Linked DNA regions of Sus scrofa: region 1 is linked to region 2. Evidence: chromatin contacts called from public Hi-C data. All regions are on one chromosome and are shown on one strand. Each heading gives the region's core, a stretch centred on a gene start, on an enhancer-like site or on the middle of the called end of the contact. The rest is flanking DNA. Distances are from core to core; before and after follow the strand shown.

The links. A called contact is a pair of places that touch in the nucleus more often than the background predicts.
Region 1: a contact with region 2 is called in a Hi-C map of retroperitoneal adipose tissue, with 1.6 times the contacts expected there. The contact joins the promoter of ILF3 here to the promoter of ICAM1 in region 2. A contact is called at or near these places in 1 of 5 promoter capture datasets (liver), 1 of 47 Hi-C or Micro-C datasets (retroperitoneal adipose tissue) and 1 of 2 datasets of contacts at active chromatin or transcription factors (alveolar macrophages).

What each region holds. Positions count from the first base shown.
Region 1 is chr2:69,412,412-69,415,229 of Sscrofa11.1, reverse strand. It overlaps ILF3 (interleukin enhancer-binding factor 3), which reads right to left and starts at 1,355. Exons shown (of 20, transcript XM_021083797.1): 1 at 1,082-1,355.
Region 2 is chr2:69,095,619-69,098,441 of Sscrofa11.1, reverse strand. It overlaps ICAM1 (intercellular adhesion molecule 1), which reads right to left and starts at 1,306. Exons shown (of 7, transcript NM_213816.1): 1 at 1,199-1,306. The coding sequence starts at 1,277.

The DNA of each region.
Region 1 (2,818 bases), core at 106-2,605, 320 kb before region 2:
AATGATGCTTCCTTGCTGATCTGTCAAGTCCCCTAGGCAGGATGCCAAACAATTTTCAATCAATTTTGGAAATATTGAGAAGAGACGGCTTACTCTCCCCAAGTTTAGACACTGAACTGGGCAAGAGCATGTTGATCCTTAAACATCCCAAATAATATCCCCAGGCGAAGAACTGCCCAGGGCAAAACCTCTAAAGCAACCCCAAGAATCTCAGTCACTCAACAACTTGAGGAAGTAAGCTAGAAAAGAATTTTAAGCGCTCATGTTTGGGTCTCAATCTGGAAGATCACAGGGCACCCAAATATCACATCTGATCACCATTTTGAGGGAGAATCGGGAAAAAATTCAACATCAATGAAACATCTAAAATAAATGAAGTGAAAGCTTAAAATAAACCTTTTAGCAATTCTGGATCCGGATCTGGGGGAGGCCAGCCTAACCAGAGATTTAAAAACCCCATGAACCCACAAAGACCTCCTCTGCAATCCACTTAAGGACGGGGTTCCAGGGAGGGGGTCTGCCTCTCCGCTCCACGAAAAGACAAAGGAGGCGATGTTTCCCGCCTCGAGAACCTGGGACTCTCCTGGAACCCGGGACCGGAATGGGACAAAGAGAAGAGGTGGGGGGGTAGCCCCTGCTCCGCGGGGCAGGATGCTTCCAGTCGGAGGGGGGTGTGTGCTCACCGCACGTGCGCGTGTGCGCGCGTGGCGCCCCAACAGACAAAGCCCGACCCGGGGGAGGCGGCAGCCGGGGGCCCAGTGCGCGCGCACCCCCGCGAGAGGCGCCACCGCCGGCCGAGGGGCCGCGAAGGGGGGGGCGGATGCGCGCGCACCGGGCCCTCGCCGCCGCCGCCATTTTGTCTCCTCGGCACAATGGGGGAGAGTAACGGCCGAGCGCGGGAGGTAGGCTAGCAAAGGAGGAAGGAGCCAGGCACTGGGGCGAGAGAACCAAACGAAAGCAGGGAACACAAGGCGCCTCAGGCCTTATCTCCGCAACTCCTCACCCGAGCCCGCGCTGAGGAGAGAACGGGGGGAGGGGGAAAGGCGGGAGCGGGCCCGGCCGCCGCCACATTGACGCTTACCTCGTCTGGGTCCCTTTCCTCGACAGCAACCACCGCCCTCCGGCCACAGCCCGCCTCGGTCTTCCCCAAAAAGCCACGCGGTACGCACCGGGCTGCTGAGTCCAACTGCAATGGCGAGAAGAGGAGGAGGAGGAGCCGGGGCCGGGGACGAGCTGGCGGGCGGGCGCGCGCTAGGGAGGTGCGGAACCACGTGACCGGGCGGAGCCACGCCCCCTGCCGCCTCGTTACCGCTCGACGCAGGCCCAGCGGGAGAGGCAGGGAGGGAGGAACAGAGAAAAGAAGGCGGGCCCTGGTCACGTGACAGAACCGTAAGACGTTACGTGGCGTCGGGACGTTTTCCTCCTCTTTCCACGCCTTTGCTTGATCATGTGACAGTGGCAAATTCGGAGATCTCCTTGGCCATGTGATAAGGACTTTTGCTCCTTGCCTTTGCGGTATTGGTAGGCCTGTTTCATGTGACAACATTGCCTTTCTTTTTTTCAATTGCGGTTTTTGAGCGGCCATTACCACGTGAGGCCGAGGGAGGGGCGGAGCCTCCCTGGTCTCCTAGTTTATGCGCTTGCGCGGCCGCCATCTTACGCCCGTCGCCAGGAGTACGTTGGCGGAAACGGTCAGAGAGGCTGGCTCTTGAGCGTCCTCATGGTGGCTGGTGTTGCTAGAAGAGGTTCGCTCTGCTACTGAAGCGGTACGGTGGCACTTCCTTCCCACTGCCTGCTTTTTCCACGAGAGGCCGAGCAGACTCGAGCTGTGTGTGTGAGGAAAGGTCGGACAGAACTCCTCGTTGCTGCTTCGGCATCCGGGTCTTTGGTGTTGAAACTTTTTCACGGGTAGCGCCCCGCTAAACTACCCGGCCCGGAGCCTCTGAAGGGCAGAGCCCAGTTGGTCAGAATCTTCCAGTCCCCCATTCACAGATGAAGAAATTGAGGCCCGATCCAGAAAAAGACCCGACTGAAGGCCTCACTGTCTTTTGCGGGAAATCTGGGACTTGGACTGAGACACTTGGCCAGCCACATCTTGGCGGGGAGGTCGGGGTCATAAGTAAAGGCATGGGGGACCGAGCGTCATCACTTTACGATCCTGGTGTTGTTGCATCCTCTTGGGAGCCTCAGATCCTCAGTGTACAATCTATGCCTAAGCTAAGTCCTGCTTTCTTCCAGAATCAGGATCAGTCAGGCGTTGGTAGACAAGTGATAGAGACATTGCTGAGATTCGGAGGCAAGTAGTTCAGGACTTAACGGCCTAAATAAATCTTTTTTGCAGAAGCAGGAATAGTGTAGCTAGTTTAAGAATGCAAGATCCCGAGTTCCCATCTCGGCTCAGTGGAAATTAATCCGACTAGCATCCATGAGGACTCAGGTTTGATCCCTGGCCTCCTCAGTGGGTTAAAGATCCCGAGTTGCCCTGAGCTGCGGTTTAGGTCGCAGAGGGGTCCTGTTCTGGCGTGGCTGTGGCATAGGCCAGTAGCTACAGCTCCGGTTAGACCTTCCTGGGAGCTTCCATATGCCTGGCTGCAACCCTAAAAAAAACCAAAAAAATTTTTAAGAAAATGCAAGATCCAGGGTCGCCCTAAGTTTGGGTCTCTGTATAATCAAGACTAGTGCACCTCCCTGAGCTTCTCTTGCATTATCTACAAAATATGATTTTTTTTTTTCCTTAAAAGCACCTGGTACAATTCTTTGCACAAAACATATGCCCCAATGGAGTTCCTGTTGTGGCGCAGTGGTTAAGGAATCCGAC
Region 2 (2,823 bases), core at 57-2,556:
GTGAAAGGAAGTTAGGCAGATCATGCAAATAGGGTAAGAGGTGTTAAGGATAGTCTTCATTCTGTGAGCAATGAAGAGCCATGGAGGATTTTGGCAAAAGAAGGGCATGAATTCAGCATTCTTTTCCCTTCCAAGAGGTCAGGTGGAGGGAGTCAGTCCTCCAGGGATAAAGGACATCCAATCAGGCTGGCTCCTCATTCCCTTGGACAAGTGGTTTCCCCTCTCTGGGCCTCAATTTCTCCATCTGTAAGTTGGGTGACTATAGTCACCCCGCCTCCTGCTAATGCAAGTCACACCCAGCGCAGTGCAGGTAACAAGTGACTGCAGGTAAGAGGGAGGGGGGTTGTTGGGATAAGCTTCCTCAGACTGGGGTGCCTCCAAAGCGGAAAATAATGTCTGTCTGAGCCCCTCCCCTAGATCTCTTCCTTCAGCTTTGGGTCTCCTCCATTGGTGCGGAGATGTGTGGATAATTCTGGGATCATTCCCATTTCACAGACGGCAATGGTGAGGCCTGAAAAAGGGCGCTTACTCAGGTGAGAATGCGGGAGAACCCAGACGGAAATAGGGATCAGAACACTTTGTTGAGCTGGCAATCACAATGTCCATCTTTCATTCTCCTGCCACCCTCCCCCCCTTCTCCACCCCCACTCCCCCGACCCCAGGCGCAGCCGCCGGGGCATCCCACTGCTCAGCCTCTGCTCCCCGGGCAAGTCAGCCTTGGAATTCCCCTGAGCTGAGAGTCCTGGACTTCCCCCAGGGGCAGAGGGTGAGGAACAGAATGTACAAGGGTGTGTTGTGGCGGGGAGGGGGGGGAAGTCCCCAGTCCAGGTAAGCTTGGCGAGGGGCTACATCTCTCCAAGCTCTGACCACCTCCTGGGGCCAGGGCACACCCCTTCCAGGTGGCCGCTATTAACTTCTCCATTTTATGGCTGAAAAACTGAGGCTCCTCTGGGAGGGGCAGTCCAGAGTCCCGAAGCCACAGATCGTGCCATAATGGAGGGTCTAGATTCGCACCCAGGGCTGTTGATTTTCAATCGGTGGCTCTAGCCCCAGTTTCCCATAGACAGCTCCCCAAAGTATGAGTGGCCTTATCCCCAAGCCTCCTACCTGGGGACAAGGTCCTCGCACCGCTCCCAGGGGCTTAGCTCGTATCCCGGAGAGCCCGCCCGACAGACGGCAGCCCCCACGCCCGACTCACCTGGGAGCAGAGCCCCAAGCAGGGGCAGGAGCAGGGCCAGGAGCGCAAGCTGGCCAGGATGGGTGGCGCCGGGAGCCATCGCGGAGGCGGCGGGGCGGACTAAGTGGCTCAGAGGCGTGTGGCGCGCACTGTGGCGCCGAGGGTCCTTTTATAGTGGCCCGCCACGGGGGGCCGAGGGGCGGTGCTCCCTTCCCGGAAACCTTGAGCTTTCCCCTCCCGAACGAGGGCTCCGGCATTTCCGCTGAGGGGGTGCCGGGGGCCGTGCCAGATTGTCCACCCGCCTCGCTGGCCGCTCAAGCACCGGAATTTCCCAACTGAAGTAAAGAGGGCTGCCTGGCGGAAGCGACCCGGCTGCAACTCGGGGGTTGCTCCCGGCGCTCGGGGCCCGGGGCCCTGGCTGGGCTAACCTTGATTGTAAGTTTACACTGCGTTTAGCGCTTTACTGAATGCTACCAACCACTCTGGACAGTAGGGACGGTTACTGCGTCCATTCCGTAGAGGGGTAAACAGAGGATCCGAGCTGCGAGGGCCTTCGAACTCGTCTGACTCCCCTGCGCGTTCAGGCCTCTTTAACCGAGTAGAGGCTCCCTCGCTTCGGTGGGGGCCCAGGAATCTTCCCCCAAGCGTTTCTCGTCCAAGGGTGCCCCTCCCCCAAGAGGCATGTTCCCCTCCCAGCTGACACCGAGATTTCCTGGGAAGCGCTGCAGGCACGGGCACCTCCAGGCGCCAGTGAACCCTGGGGGTGAGGACGCAAGCCTCATCACGTCTGCATCCCCCACGGATGGGCGCTCCCACCCCGCCGGGCCTCGCTTCCCCTTTTGGCCTCCGCCGCGTGAACGTCTTTAGTTTTCAGAAAAAGGAAGGAAGCCTCGTGGTCTTGACGCGTGGAACCCCTCCGCTGCAGTTCCCAGGCTCCGTGGAGAAACTGATGCCGCAGACATTGACTGCGAGAGGGGAGAGGGGGCGCTCGAACCATTGCCTTCTGCAGGGAAACTGAGGCAGCCGCTAGGTCCCAGAGTGGGGCGGGGAGAGGGAGTCCTCTGCGCGCAGCTCCCGAAACTCGAACCCCGGCCCCCAGCACTGTGCGAGTGTTTGTCCGGGCTTGTTCCATTAGGGCATTTCAGGGAAATGATGAGGCCCCGCGCCGCGTCTATAGGTCGCCCCCATGCCGCCCCACCCTAACCCCAAGGTCACCCCACACTATCCCCAGGGCCACGCCTGCGCGTGGGACCCCAAGATTCAGCATGCAGCTCGTCAAGGCTGTGGACCCTAGAGTCTCCAAGCGCGGAGCTCCGCCGCCTAAGTCTTCCTGTTGTGGGGGGAGCGTCGCGTCGCCATGGAGACCTACTGGGGCCAAAGAGGTCGAGCTGCAGAAAGGGAAGGGAGGGGGGCCCTCAGGGACGCTAGAACCCTTCCTCCAAGGGAAGGGGCTGCGAATCACTCGCCAGCTAGAAAAGCGTTCCTCTCTCCGCCCTGATTGTTCCTAAGAAATTTCCACGGGGATCTTTCTTCTTGGAGGGTGGAGGGCGCTGGGTTCCCGACCCAAACGGCCTGGACATAGGCGGAAGAGTGAAGGCCGGGGACGTCCCTGGGAGGGTTTGGGAAAATTCTCCGCTAGAGGTCAT